Regions from separate parts of the Mus musculus genome. Here all the other regions are linked to region 1. A link is a contact called in public Hi-C, Micro-C and promoter capture Hi-C data. All regions are on one chromosome and are shown on one strand. The core of a region is the stretch at or near the end of the contact, and the rest is flanking DNA. Distances in the headings are between cores, read along the strand shown. Region 1 holds the start of Pax7 (paired box 7). Region 2 holds the start of Camk2n1 (calcium/calmodulin-dependent protein kinase II inhibitor 1). Region 3 overlaps Gm32770 (a long non-coding RNA gene). Region 4 holds the start of Padi2 (peptidyl arginine deiminase, type II). Region 5 holds the start of Fam43b (family with sequence similarity 43, member B).

Evidence for each region. Promoter capture Hi-C pulls out the DNA fragments that hold promoters and counts their contacts. A called contact is a pair of places that touch in the nucleus more often than the background predicts.
Region 2: a Hi-C map of embryonic stem cells shows a contact between it and region 1, with 13 times the contacts expected there. The contact joins the promoter of Camk2n1 here to the promoter of Pax7 in region 1. A contact is called at or near these places in 2 of 39 promoter capture datasets (both in embryonic stem cells), 24 of 484 Hi-C or Micro-C datasets (differentiating embryonic stem cells, embryonic stem cells and stem cell-derived epiblast-like cells), 6 of 115 datasets of contacts at active chromatin or transcription factors (all in embryonic stem cells) and 1 of 9 other capture datasets (embryonic stem cells).
Region 3: a contact with region 1 is called in a Hi-C map of embryonic stem cells. The contact joins the enhancer-like site here to the promoter of Pax7 in region 1. A contact is called at or near these places in 3 of 39 promoter capture datasets (embryonic stem cells and liver), 4 of 484 Hi-C or Micro-C datasets (all in embryonic stem cells) and 2 of 115 datasets of contacts at active chromatin or transcription factors (both in embryonic stem cells).
Region 4: a contact with region 1 is called in a promoter capture Hi-C map of embryonic stem cells, with 2.5 times the contacts expected there. The contact joins the promoter of Padi2 here to the promoter of Pax7 in region 1. A contact is called at or near these places in 4 of 39 promoter capture datasets (cranial neural crest, embryonic stem cells, hippocampal neurons and 1 more).
Region 5: a contact with region 1 is called in a Micro-C map of embryonic stem cells, with 8 times the contacts expected there. The contact joins the promoter of Fam43b here to the promoter of Pax7 in region 1. A contact is called at or near these places in 3 of 39 promoter capture datasets (all in embryonic stem cells), 5 of 484 Hi-C or Micro-C datasets (all in embryonic stem cells), 1 of 115 datasets of contacts at active chromatin or transcription factors (embryonic stem cells) and 1 of 9 other capture datasets (embryonic stem cells).

Annotation. Positions count from the first base shown.
Region 1 is chr4:139,831,583-139,834,282 of GRCm38.p6, reverse strand. Pax7 (paired box 7) reads left to right here and starts at 1,315. Exons shown (of 9, transcript NM_011039.2): 1 at 1,315-1,456. The coding sequence starts at 1,372. Gm46873 (a long non-coding RNA gene) reads right to left here and starts at 815. Exons shown (of 3, transcript XR_001784470.2): 1 at 729-815.
Region 2 is chr4:138,453,743-138,456,442 of GRCm38.p6, reverse strand. Camk2n1 (calcium/calmodulin-dependent protein kinase II inhibitor 1) reads right to left here and starts at 1,295. Exons shown (of 2, transcript NM_025451.2): 1 at 1,092-1,295. The coding sequence starts at 1,257.
Region 3 is chr4:138,698,980-138,701,679 of GRCm38.p6, reverse strand. It overlaps Gm32770 (a long non-coding RNA gene), which reads right to left. Exons shown (of 5, transcript XR_390863.2): 2 at 1,225-1,395; 3 at 1,001-1,125; 4 at 205-300. Among named protein-coding and RNA genes, the nearest start is that of Gm32770, 23 kb to the right of the region's middle. Within about 2 kb of position 1,294, at least 21 of the 459 cell types and tissues checked have an H3K27ac peak or open chromatin away from gene starts, as enhancers often do. A contact at or near this core is called in embryonic stem cells, where this site is marked.
Region 4 is chr4:140,904,924-140,907,623 of GRCm38.p6, reverse strand. Padi2 (peptidyl arginine deiminase, type II) reads right to left here and starts at 1,264. Exons shown (of 16, transcript NM_008812.2): 1 at 1,075-1,264. The coding sequence starts at 1,190.
Region 5 is chr4:138,395,188-138,397,887 of GRCm38.p6, reverse strand. Fam43b (family with sequence similarity 43, member B) reads left to right here and starts at 1,430. Exons shown (of 1, transcript NM_001081672.2): 1 at 1,430-2,700. The coding sequence starts at 1,881.

The DNA.
Region 1 (2,700 bases), core at 66-2,565:
GGAGGAGCTGGAGAGGTTATTCCCCAGGGTTTGGCAGACTCGGATTTGCCAGCATCTCTGGGGATGTATATTTTGCTGCGTTTCTCCGAGCTGCAGGAGGCCAGGCCAGGCCAGGCGCAAGCAGTAAAGCCCTGACAGGTATCAGCGAAGTCAAAATTCTTCCGGGGATGTCACCCTACTCTGTTCCGCCCAGGGAGGGAGTAGTTGTCAAGGAATGTTCAGAGCTAGTGAACTAAAAAGAGAAGGGACACGTGCGGTGGACCCTAGTCCAGGAGGCCAGAGATAGCCGGAGCGGACAGAGAAGATCCCAGCCCAAGGCCGGCTTTCCTACACAGCGGGCAGACAGCTGAAAGCCGTCCGGAGCACAGACCTGCCAGCACATCTCTGGACAACACTTAAAAGAAGTTACCCTCTCCCTCCCTCAGAGCACCCCCAGCCCACGCCATCCCTGGACTCAGAGTTTCAAATTATCTCCCTCCCCCGCGACCCCCTGAGGAAAAAAAGAAAGAAAGAAAAAGAAAAAAAAAGAACGAGGTCGAGTTGGAGATTAAAAAGGAAGGGGAAAAAATACTCGTTGGAGACTTCTTTTCGTTATCGGTCCCCTCTCCCTCCCGAACTGGCCCCCTTTCCTGCTCATGAATAAAAGAAAAGTCCGAACCTATCAGATCTCTCTGGCTGCAGCCTGCTCCCTCCCCTTCCCTGCCGTTGAGCACTTTTGCACAACTTACCCAGCTGATCGCTCGCGCCCCCTCGCTTTTCCTCTTGTGTTCCCCAACCCTGTCGCTCGGGTCACCTCCCCTCCAGTCCGAAACCCGAGCAGGAGCGCGTCCCCGTTCCAGTCCTCCGGGGGACAGGGTGTGAGGGCCAGCAGAAAGAGGCGCTGAGAGGAGGGATCGAGGGGAGGAGGGAGTCCGAGCCAGAGAATAAATATATAAATAAAGACCCAAAGAAAGCCACTCCGCAACCTCTGGGCTCAGGAACTTCGGCCGGGAGCGCGGGAGCGGGTGGCCCGCAAGGCGCAGCTGGGGACAGGGAGCCCGGCCTGCTCGGCCCACGGCAGCCGGTGTCATTCGGCTTAACTTCTGGCCGAGCCCGGCGGGTGGAGGCGGACTTGGGGTTGGAGTGTTTGTTTGTTTGAACTTCCTTGTCGCCACCTTCCACTCCTCCCGCCCCCACCTCACCCCCCCCCGCGCCCAGCTTCTGGAAGGGGCGCGTCTGCAACCGGGTGGGGGGGGGTGCAGAAGGGAGGGGGAAGAGGCTAGTGGGGGGGGGAGGGAAGAAGAGGAGAGGAGGATCGCAGCAGGGGTGAAAGGAAGAGACGCCAAGAGGTTTATCCAGCCGACTCTGGATTCGTCTCCAGCGTGCGCAGGAATGGCGGCGCTGCCCGGCGCGGTCCCCAGGATGATGAGACCCGGCCCGGGGCAGAACTACCCGCGCACCGGCTTCCCCCTGGAAGGTAAGAGAGCGCGCAGGAGGCCTTTACAGGGTCCCCCGGAGGACCTCGGAGATGGCACCCTCCAGGGGAGCGAGCAGCGGGGCTTCCTGGGCTCTGCTGGGTCCCAGTCTCCGCGTGGGACACGGGAAGTTTCTAGAGCGGACACTTGTCAGTTTCTGCGTGGACTCCGCTGACCCTCGGCCCGCGCTCCGTGGGTCACCGGCTGCCGGCCTTTCGCCGCAGGATGCGACTCCCCGGGGAATTCGCATCTGGTCCGTTTTGCGCTCCGGTAAATTCCAGGGTTTCCCACTCTTCTCTGACACAACAGAGTTCCCGGGTCTCTGCGCAGCGCCGCCGGCTTTCTTCCCTAGTTTTGAATTGGTCCCTCAAAGTCGGGATGGGGTCCCTCCAACCCCTTTTATTTCGAAATACCAACAAGCGACACTCTATTTCCACTCCACCAGACCGTCCGCTTCCTCCCAAGCAACTTACTAACTGGCTTTTTTTTTTCCCGGCCCCGACACAAACTAATTAAAAACAATGCATAGTGCCTTATTTCCCGCAAAAACAAAAACAAAAAAATTAAAAACATAACTTTTCCCTACGTCTTTCTAAAGTCTGCAAATGTCCCGGGAAAGAAACTCAAGACCAAAAGAGGGTACAGCAATCCAGGGGACTGTTTTGAGTCTCTAGCCACTCGGGGATGCAGAGGGGACCGGCCGGCGGCGATCGGCCGGGAGAGGAGAAAGGGCCCCTTTGCGCGCCCCCTCCCTTTTCTATTTAAACCTATGGAAGGCTTTCAGCCAGTCACCGAAGGGTCTTCTAGTTTCCTCGGCTCAGACAGCCCATGGTGTCTCAGGAGCAGTTAGAAACGGCGTGCCAATTTTATTTTTTAGCCGCCCCTCTTGTCATTGTGTGGGCCCCACTTGTGGGTGCGGGAGGATGGGGAGAGAAGGCGAGAAGGGGCGGTCTGGCAGCCGGCGATCTAGGGAGGGAGCCCCCTCCCTCGGGCAGCGAGAAGCCGCCGGGTCCCCGAATTAGACAGAGGCGAAGAGAGCGGGCTGCGTGATCAAGTGCGCGCGAGCGGCCACGCAGGCGGGAGAGCGCGGCAGCCGGGGATTTGCCGGAGTCCTCTCCTGGAACGAATGCAAGCAAAACAGGCGGCTAAGGACGCGCAAAGGATTAGGACAATATTTGCCCAACATGACGCAGAATACTGAGGAGAGCCGAGTGCCGGTCGCTAAAGAGGCTCTTGAATATAAAGT
Region 2 (2,700 bases), core at 46-2,545, 1.4 Mb after region 1:
CCGATGCAACCCTTTACAAAGAAGTCTCCTAGGCTGATTCTTAAGGAGAGAAAGGGAAACTGAGGTCTTCAGATCACTGGTGGCGGTAGCCCAGGCCGGGTTCAAAGATGCCCGGAGCAGGAAGGAAAGCTGGGGTAGGTTCCCACGCCGATCAGCGGCTGCAAAGTTTAGGCCTGGCCTGAACGGGTGTCCCCCTCCCGTTCTCCCTTCCCCGTTCCCCGGTCTGTAGCCTCCGCCCCTCCGCTCTCTGTGCCACCGCAAAGGGCAGAACCTCCCTTCGCTGCCGCCTGGGGCTTTACCTTCAGTTGCCTCTTCCGCCTGCCTCACTGCCTCCACTGGCCTCTCTCAGTCCCTCCACCGGTCCCTGTACTGGATGATCAGATCACCTGTCCAGAACTCTGGGTCTCTACCCGTAGGTCTCCTTGTCTGTCACCCTCATTGTTCCAGCACTTCAGCGTCCTCCCTAGACTTGAGTCCCAGGCTCCCTTACAGCTCCCTCGCTTTAGCTCTCAGCCCACCTCGGTCTCCCGACCATCTCCCCACTTCACCTCGCCACCCCAGTCTTTTCCGGCAGCACCCTGAGTCTCGGTTTCCCTGGGGCTTCTCCAACTCCAATATCTCAGGCTAGACCACCCTTCTCCCCTCTGCCAAGTAACAGTGAAAAGCCAGTGCGACCTGAATGCTCCTCGCCCTTCCCCGCGGGAGTTAAGGTCCTTCCCCTGCAGCGCCCCACGCAGACCCCTAAGAAGCTCCAGGACCCCTTACCCCAGGGTGGCCGAGCAGAGAGAGTGCAGATGCGACTCCACTGCGCAAAAAGGGGGAGGGGTGTGAAACCTAAAAGCAAACTTTGGTGCGGTTGAGGACGCGGGTATAACCTTTGGGCCTCGGCAGCAAGTAGAGGCTACCACGCCCCCGGGTGACCCCGCTGGTGGCCCGGACAAGCGGGGACTCTTGCCCGAGGCCTGATCCAGCTTCCGCCGCAGGAGGGATCCCTAGATCTCGCAGATGGTCCTCCTACTACCGCGGGGACCCCTGAGCCCCAGCCAGGCTGCAGCACCAGCACCGCAGGGGGTAAGGGGCGGGGAACTCACCGCGCTTGCTCCGGCCGATCTGGCCCAGCTTGGGAGGCCGCTTGCTCTGCCCAGCCCCGAAGAAGTTGTTGGTGTCCTGCAGGCGGCACGAGAAGATCTGGCCCACGTCGCCGCCGTCGCCGTAGGGGCTCAGCTTCTCGTCGCCGTAGGGCAGCACCTCCGACATGGTCGCGTCCGGGGGCTCCGAGGCGGCACCTCCTCCGCCCGCGTCCCCGCCCGCGGAGGACAGGGTCAGCGGCGCTGGGGCCGGGGATGGCCGGCCGGGGACGGCCCTCGGGGCTGCCGCGGCGCTGGGGCCGGCGAGAGGCCGGGGAGGGACACCGCTTGGGGCAGGAGCGCGCAGCCCGCGCGAGCGACCCAACGAGCGCCCGCAGCTGAGCTGCGCTGCGCTCGGGCTCCGCGCGCGAGTGGCTGCTGCTCCGGCAGCGGCGGGCAGGACTCACATCCTCGGCGCTCTCGGGCGCGGGGCGGGGGCCGAGCCGGGCGGGGCCGCGACGCGCGGGGAGGAGGGTGTCCCTGCGAGCCCGGAGGGCGCGGGACCGAGGTGGGCGCACCCCGGGGAGCGCGCGGGCCAGTCCTGCCGCGGATGCGGGCGGCGGCAGCGGCGGCGACTCGGGGACTGTGAAGCAGCGAGCGGCCGAGGGGGAGGGGAGCAAAAAGGAGGGAGGGCAGGGGGAGGAAACCCGGAGGGAGGGAGGGAGGGAGGGAAGAAACCGAGAGGGCGACGGGGAGAAAAACAGAAAGACAGAAGAAGGCAAGGGGAGCGGCGGGAGGAGGGAGGGTGAGGAAGGAGGGAGAAAAAGAAAAGGGGGGAGACTAGATTTGGATCGGAGAGGCAGAGCGGAGAAGCGAAAGAGGGAAAAATAGAGGGTCGGAGAAGGAAGGAGGAGAGAGGGGGGACAGAGGGAGGCAGGGACGAAGGAGCAGCCTGCGAGCTGCTAGGGAGAATGCCAGCCCAGGCTGAAAGCGAGGCGCCAGAGGAGGGAGGGAGGAGGGGACCCGTGGGCCTCGGGGAGAGATCCCTGGAAGCTAAGCGACGTCACGGGGCCGCGCCGGACCGCGGCTGGCTTCCTGCCCCCGCCCCCGTTCCCTCCGTCCCGCCTGCGCTGAGGGGCCCCGGTGCGCCCCGCCCCGCCCCGCCCCGCCCCGCACGGCCCGCGCCCCTCCCGCGCGGTGTTTACCCGACCCGGAGCCTGTGCGCGCCGGCTCGGCTGGCTGTGACTCCCGAGGGGAACCCGAAGCAGTGGGAGGGGAGGGGACCGAGGACGCACCGGCCGGGAAGGACGCGGATGCTGACCTCCCTGGAGGCCAGTTACAGAGGTCAAGGATCGGAGCGTACTGGGCCACCCGCGGGCACTCCTCTCCCTTCCCCCACCACACTTGTGCCCCACTTAGACCCTGCCGGGCATTCCTCTATCCCCGTGCCCACTGGATCTGCCAGGAAGGCCTTTTTCTCACTTCTTGTCCCTCTGTGCGGGGGCCCTGGCTCCCCCCGCACCAACCCCGGGGACAAGAAGGAGGGGAGGAGGGGGCAGCCCCGCCTCCCGCGGGATAGGGGAGAGCCTCATTACTCTGGGCTTGCCCGGGATGCCCGGCTCCTAGAGCCCTC
Region 3 (2,700 bases), core at 45-2,544, 1.1 Mb after region 1:
TTGCATTGCAGGTTCTGGGTGACTTTCTTTGAATGAGCACTCTTTGAACCCAGGAAGCGGGTGGGTGGAGGAATGTTGCTATCTGTTTTATGATTAGCATACCTTTACAAAGGCCACATTTCCAAGCCTGGGCCTAAAGGCCTAGAATTCTGTTTTTATGTTGTTATACTTTCACACACAGCCTCTTTGTACTCATATTCTGACCTGTAGACTCTGTGAGGCGTCAAGCTTCAGGCAAGACGGATCCATCCATCCTTCTTGCTGGGATGATGGTCCAAAAGTAACGGGAAAGCCCAGCCACTGAAAGAGAAGACAAGAAAGCATTTTGCTTCCCTCGGTAGGCAAAGAATCTGGACGGAGGGTCATGCCAAAGCACGACGTATGTTTCAATCCAACACTTTGGAATTTTGAAAGTTCAACATCAGGTAGTCTCTCCCTCTGGGCAGGGGGAGGGGTGGCACTCTTCTCAGTGTCCGCTCAGTGTGCACCTTTTAGACACAGATTGGCTGAAGAGCCCTAGTGCTGTGCAGTCTCTCCTAGTCCATCCCAGAAAGCAAAAAGAAAGCATGCTGTTTTCACCCCTTGTTGGGGACCTAAACAGCCATGTCCTTGGAGACCAGGACCCCACAGCTGCAGGAGATTTTAAATAGGAAAAGGGAGCAGGAGAGAGACCAGAGACTGGAGGTGACCTGTAGGCAGGAGAGGGGGCGAGGAATGCTGTACATGTTCCTTCTCTGTCTTCAGGCACAAAGAGCCCTCTGTGGCATTTAGTTCCATCCCCCACCCCAGTTCTGCATAGTCCCTCACACGGCTGAGTTTCAGAGCAAGAAAGAGACGGCAGTACCTAGACAACTGAACTTGCCCAGAGTCTGCACCTATCGCCCAGAGCCGAGCCAAGGTATTGCATAGAGCAGCAGAGGTCCTCCAGCGACCAACCCCAGCACACACCCACCAGCTGAGGCCAGAGCTGCTACTCAACCAAAGCCAGAAGTATTTTCACCTGCTCTCTGTGGCATGGTCCCAAAAACCCTGAACCAAGACTGGGCCAAGAGGTTCTGTAAGTCAGTTGCAGGCACTGGCTGGCTCTGTGGAATTCGAGAGAACAGTTTCTGTCTCTAGGTGTTCCTGGGAATCAAAGGACGACAACTCATTCGTTCAGTCTATTTACCACCATTCCCTACTAATTAAACAAACAAACAAACAAGACGACAAACCCCCACAAACCTCAGAGCATGAAGAGGCTTTTCTGTCCACTAGATGGCACTGTGCCTCTAAATGCAGCAAATAAGGCCTGGAGCAGACCAGGCGGCGTTCTACTGGTTCCAGCTGGCTGAGAAGGAGGCAGGTACCAGGATGCTGCACTCCTTGGACCAAGTCAAGACGTACAACTGGGCTCTGCAGGTAGAATCAGGACAGAACGGGAAATGGTCAAGAACTTTGAGTCTCACAAATCGATTTGGTTTTCAAAGAGTGTGTCTTAGTTAAGCCCCAGATCCAAATCCCACATGGTAAACACGGGGATATGGTGGCACAGAGGTTTCTGATCCAGGCTGGGCTGGCCCTTCAAGAAACCAGCCTCGAAGAACCAAAGATTCCAAGATGTCTCTGTGTCAGAGTCCCTGCTACAAGTCCTTGATAACTGGCAGTCCATGCCACCTCAGCTTTTCTGCTCAAGCTCACAACATGACAGGGCTGGCATTGCTTTTCTCTTGGCTATAATCTTATTTGTGTGTGTGTGCACTTGTGTGTGTGTGCGCTTGTGTGTGTGTGCGCGAGTGTACAGATGCAAGCTAGCATTTTAATTATGTTCTAGGGATAAAACTCAACATCCTCACACGTGCTCGGCAAGCACATCTACCAACTGAGCCATCTCCCTAGACCCTCAATACAATATAATTGTAAAAGGTGAAGGTCAGTACACACCAATAAATGTTCCAGAACTACCGTGTTTAACACATAGTCACTAAGCCCTTCTTTGAATAACCAAAATCACTGTTTTAGAATTCTTGTAGTGGTATTGAGGGGGATGGATATTACATAATAAAAATATAGCTAAAGCTACACGAGGTTTTGGGGTATATATGGGAAAATACTCAAATGTGAGAAACAGAGCAGAACTTGGGTTGTAGTGTTTGTGTAATAAAAAGTGAACTTTTCTTCTTGCATTGAGAATTGTTTTGTTCTGACATTTGAAAAATATCAATAGCAAATCCTTAGTGCCTGAGATATGTTGGTTTCTGAGCAGCTTTCAGTATTTCCCTAAAAAATATTTTTTTTTCTTGTAGAATCTTTTTCCAAAGGCCACAAGTCCTGTGAAATGTGTGGATGGTTGAACTGTTTTAAAGATTCCTTTCTTAACCTTACCATAGATGCTTTCTCAGTTGATTTTTAAAATTGGAATGTTTTTGGCTACTGGGACAGTTTTAATTGTTAACTTGACATACTATTAGAGTCACCTGGCAAGGAAGTCTCTATGAAGGATCTTTTAGACTAGATTGGTTTATAAGGAATTACTTTGACATTGTGTTAATTGAGATAGGAAAAACTGCCCACTGAGGGTGCTACCATTCCCTAGGCAGAAGGCCCTGTGCTGTATCCAACTGGAGAAAGCATTAATCCACTGCTCTTGTCTCTGGACTGTGTCTGTGATATGATTGGCTGCTTCAAGTTCTTGCTGCTCTCATTTCTCCACAGTGATGG
Region 4 (2,700 bases), core at 15-2,514, 1.1 Mb before region 1:
GGAGCAGAGAGGGGCCCCGTCTTAGGCTTGCTGAGACCAGCGGGAACCGGGGCCTCCTGTGAAGTGGCCGAGCAGTGGGAAGGAGCTGGAGAGCGGGCAGAAGAGCATGAGGGGGTGCTTAGGTGGGCTTTGGGAGGCTCGGGAGAGTCAGGCGCTTTAGTGTCAGAATGGTCTGGGAACACGGCCCATAGAGGATGTACAGGCACAGAATCTGGCATGCCCCTCCCTCCAGCATGAAGCCCTTCCTCCCTCGCAAGGCAGAACACTGAGAGTGCTCGGAGCAGATGGTGGCTTCAGTGTGGCCTCTCAGGCTGCTCAGACTACTCCTTCCCCATAGCACCTTTCCTAGGTCCCACACTATACCCTATCAGTTTCTCTGGGTTTGTGGGACACACTCTGCGAGATTCCTTCAGCCTTCTGTCTCAGGTACCCTGACCCCCATCGAGCGAGCGTGTGGGCAGAGAAAATGGGGAAGAAACGGGCCCTGGCTCCCAGGGCCATAGCGGGTGGAAAGTGACCCCTCTCTGATCTCAGGGTGAAGTCAGGAAAGGTATTTGGGGACACAGCTCACAGCCAGTGCCCCGGGACAGGCAACCACCAGCAACCCCCCGGAGGGTGAAATCGGATAAGTACCAGGCCAGATTCCACGTGGGCAGTTCCCCTTTGGACAAGTCAGTCCCCAGCACATCCCAGGCTGTTTCTGCTTGCAGGGGTAGGCAGTCCACTGGTGGAGGAGGCTGGGCTGGGGTGAAAGGTCAGCCAAGAAGGAATGGGGGAGTGAAAGGGGCGTGTTACAGAGAGCCCATGTGTGTTAAAGTCACCCAGGAGAGGGGCTGGAAAGACCAGTCATGAGAAGGCTAGATTTAGGGAGTAGTCTCAGAGAGGAGGCTGTGACAGGGGCTGTAACTGTGTGTCTTAGAGGGGCCTCAGGATTGCATGGAAGTGGATCCTGGCCTGGACTCTCTCTGGATTTCTGAGGATCTCGAATTGAGGGGCAACCTGGATACTGGAGCCAGGTCCAGGGTCTCAAGATTTGTGAAGGGTAGGTGAGAGGGTAACTCTCTCTCGGCTCACCTGTAGACATCGGTCCAGAGCTGCGTGCCCAGCACGTACACCGCCTCCACGCGGCTCCCATACTGCAGCCGCACGGTCCGTTCCCGCAGCATATTTTCCCGTATAGGCGGCTGCATTCCGTGCTGCTCCCAGGAATAAGCACCTGCTGCAGGTAAGCCCTCCGCTGCTGCGCCTGCGCTCGCTGCCGAGCAGCCGGCGGCCTTAAGCAGCAGCCGGGGGCGGGGCGTGGGCGGGGCTTCCCGCCGGACTCCTCTTGGATTGGATCTGCAAACCCGTCCGTCAAGCCTGGCCCCGCCCTCCAAGCCCCTCTGCCCGCAAGTTGTCAATTCCTGTTTTCCGTGTTTGGCTTGTTCATTCTTTTATTCAGTAAATTCCCCTTTCTGGACGCTCCCCCTCACCTCCAGCTCCGAGGGGCAGAAAGTGCGAGCAGGAGTAGCCGAAGGGACAGGGCAGGAGTGAATAGGTGGCAACCAAAGCCAGTCTGGGGCCGGAGAATGCTTCTCAGAGGAAACCCTGAGGCTTCTTAAAGATCTTGGCAACACCAGGGGGTGGAGAGGAGCCTCCTGAACACCTTCTGGAAGCTGGACACCCCCCATATTAGATCCACATTGCCATGAGAAATAGGGAGTGGGGTGGAGTGGGGGGAACTGTGGCCCTGGCAGGGACCAGAATGCTAAGCCCAGGCATGAGAGCGACAGCATGAGCCTGGAATGGGGCTATCTGGGAGTGCATTCTGGCTGCCCCAGACAGCGTTGAGCATACTGAGCTGGAGCCAGTAGTGAAGACCCCGGATGGGGCGTGAGAGGACTGGCGAGGAGAGGACTGATCTGTGTGGTGTTTATGGATGGAGATTTGGGTGGCTCCCGGTGGCTGGGAGGATGTGCCTGGTTGAAGGACAATGGGCTGACGGGGCAGAGGATTAGGGCTCCAGCCTGCGACACCAAAAGACGTGCCAAGGTAGAGGTCAATGTATGGTCCTGAAGGCCAAGGTGCACCGTGACATCTAGTGGCAGGGTGGGGTCTGAAGCACTCTGAACCCCACCCTCAGGCCCTTTCTTTCTGAACTCAACCCTGGGGCTATGCAATTTGAGGAAGTGGCTTTTTCGTTAAGGGAATGGAGACTGAAGGGCGGGTGGAGGGGTGAATGTTGGAGAGGGAGGGGGACTGAAGGGAGCCCCAGCAAAGGGCACACTGAATTAAACGCATTGCTCATAGGTATGCCCAGGCACGCCCAGCGGCCCTCGACTCCATCCTTCTCCTCCAGATGCCCAAATTAGGAGATGGTAAAGACCCCAGCTGTTCCTGGGTATCAGGGATCTAGGAGGAATGTGGGTGGAGAAGCAGAGAGCCAGAATCTCAGCCAGAGGGGTCACTGTCTCCTGAAAGGCTTGGGGTTCAGATCCTGGGAGAAGCTGCTAACTTCTGATTGGTCCCTGGGAGAGCGTTCTCCAATCAGGAGGCAGCTTGTGGGAAAGAATCCAAGAGGCACCAGACTGGGAACCCCTGCCCTGCTAAGGTGGGCTCGGGTCTGAGGACCCCTCTGCAGGCAAGCAAGAGTTCCCACCTCCAACACGGGCAGAACGGTCCTGTATGTCACTCACTCCTTCCATGTCTCCTGTCAAGCAA
Region 5 (2,700 bases), core at 181-2,680, 1.4 Mb after region 1:
TTCATTTATTTTATTTATACGAATACACTGTAGCTTTCTTCAGACACACCAGAAGAAGGCATCAGATCCCATTACAGATGGTTGTGAGTCACCATGTGGTTGCTGGGAATTGAACTCAGGACCTCTGGGAGAGCAGTCGGTGCTCTTCACCACTGAGCCATCACTCCAGCACCTTTTTTTTTTTTTTGGTTTTTCGAGACAAGGTCTCTCTGTGTAGCCCTGGCTGTCCTGGAACTCACTTTGTAGACCAGGCTGGCCTCGAACTCAGAAATCCTCCTGCCTCTGCCTCCCAAGTGCTGGGATTAAAGGTGTGTACCACCACGCCCAGCTCAGGACCCAACTTTTAACTCGTGTTGGCAATAGAGAGCCTTAAAGCCGTGGGACCTGGGGCCCACATAAGAACAGTCCAGGAAGTCTGGAAGCCTGAGGCTTAAACTCAGAGAACTAACTGTGTGTCCTGACATAGGGCTGGTTTTTGTTTGTTTGGTTGGTTTGGTTTTGGTTTGTTTTTTCAGGACTCTAGAGCCCCTCCCCAGAGGATGGAGACAAGTGCCTGGACTCTATGCAGAATGGCCAAAGGTTGGAGGGAAGAGAGAAGGCGAGGGCCAGCTCTGGGGTCACTAGGTTCTGAGTGACCCATCTCCTTCCAACCACATGAGCCTGAACTGCCTTGTCTGAAGGATTTGAGGAGATCGCGAATGCCAAGCACTTGGGAACTCCAAAGTCGGTCTCTGCAGATAGGACATTATCTGTCTAATCTTCAAAGAGCCAGAGGCTGCACTGTGACCAGAGGGAGAGCTTCCCTGCTGCAGTTCCCACAAGTCTCAGGTCTGCTCTGGAAACCCTTTCCCACCATCAAGAATCTTCTCCCCTATTCTGTCCTGACCACCAGCGGTTGCTGGTGTGGTGGTGTGACCGACCAGTCAGTCTCTCAGCTCAGGGGAAGCGGCCTAGTCCACGACCTTGGAGGAACCTGGGAGAAAGCTTCACTAAAAGACAGTACTTTTCCACTGCTCTGCTCTCGGCCACCTCAGCTGGCTTTATGCTGTGCACAGAAGAGGCAAAGGGCACCAAACCCCAGCAGGAACCCACCCCAAATCTCTGCTTTCAGAGAGGAGAGATGCGGGTAGGAACGCTCTGTGGGTGAGGGACAGCAGGCGGGAACCCTAGAAAGAGAAGGGGCTCTCCCTGGGAACTCGGAGTCCACCAGTGAAGCTGGAGAAATTTACATTCGTAAATCCCTCCGCAATATTTTAGGGGATTCCCGTTCCTTCGCTGCCCCTCTATTCTTCATCCTTCCAATGATAAAGCTTAAAACAGTTCCAACGCGCCTGTGCTGGGTCTTGGGAAGCGCGAGTCTGCGCGGAGGGGGCGGGGGAGAGGGAGGGGACAAGAGAGCTAGCGGTACCGCCCGGTGATGCAGGCAGCCAAGGGAGGTGGAGTCGCGACGCCTGAAGGAGTCCCCACCGCAGCGGTGCTCTTGGTCCACCTCATCCAGCAACCACCAGACCCTGCTCTAAAGACGTCCCTGCCACTGACTCGGCGGCAGGGACAGTGGCAATCGCCCCTATAGTCGGGCCTTGGGGACATTTATTGCTCCAAACCCTGTCCCTCCTTGCTTCCCAGACGGCTGGAGTCATTCCTGGGGGAAGCTGCTCCGAGCCGATCAAGCAGCCGCACGGGCATCTCAGCGGACAGCCTGGCTGGGCACCGGGCATCTGCGAAGCCAGCCCCGCCGGATACTGGGCATCTCTCACAAGGACTGTCTTCGGCCGCCGCCCAGCTTGTCGCAAGTCCTGGGCGGTGGGCTTCTGAGCGCCTTTGGCCTTTCCAGGACCCAAGTGAGCTTCCCCGCGCTCCCTGCCCTTTGGGCCGCCGCGATGCTGCCCTGGAGACGGAACAAATTCGTGCTAGTGGAGGACGAGGCCAAGCGCAAGGCGAAGAGCCTGAGCCCCGGGCTCGCCTACACGTCGCTGCTCTCCAGCTTCCTGCGCTCCTGCCCGGACCTGCTACCGGACTGGCCGCTGGAGCGTCTGGGCCGCGTGTTCCGCAGCCGGCGCCAGAAAGTGGAGCTTAACAAGGAGGACCCCACCTACACCGTGTGGTACCTGGGCAACGCCGTCACCCTGCATGCCAAGGGCGACGGCTGCACCGACGACGCTGTGGGCAGGATTTGGGCGCGCTGCGGGCCGGGAGGGGGCACGAAGATGAAACTGACCCTGGGTCCGCACGGCATCCGCATGCAGCCGAGCGAACGCAGCTCCGGGGCTTCGGGGGGCCGCAGACCGGCGCACGCCTACCTGCTGCCGCGCATCACCTACTGCGCGGCGGATGGGCGCCACCCGCGAGTCTTCACCTGGGTCTACCGCCACCAGGCACGCCACAAGGCCGTGGTGCTGCGCTGCCACGCTGTGTTGCTGGCGCGGGCGCACAAGGCGCGCTCCCTGGCCCGCCTGCTCCACCAGACTGCGCTGGCGGCCTTCAGCGACTTCAAGCGGCTGCAGCGCCAGAGCGATGCGCGCCACGTGCGCCAGCAGCATCTCCGTGCGGGGGGCGCCGCCGCCTCGGTACCCCGGGCTCCATTGCGCCGCCTGCTCAACGCCAAGTGCGCTTACCGGCCTCCGCCGGGCGAGCGCGGTCGCGGAGCTCCGCGGCTCAGCAGCATCCAGGAGGAGGATGAGGAGGAGGATGCGGAGGAGG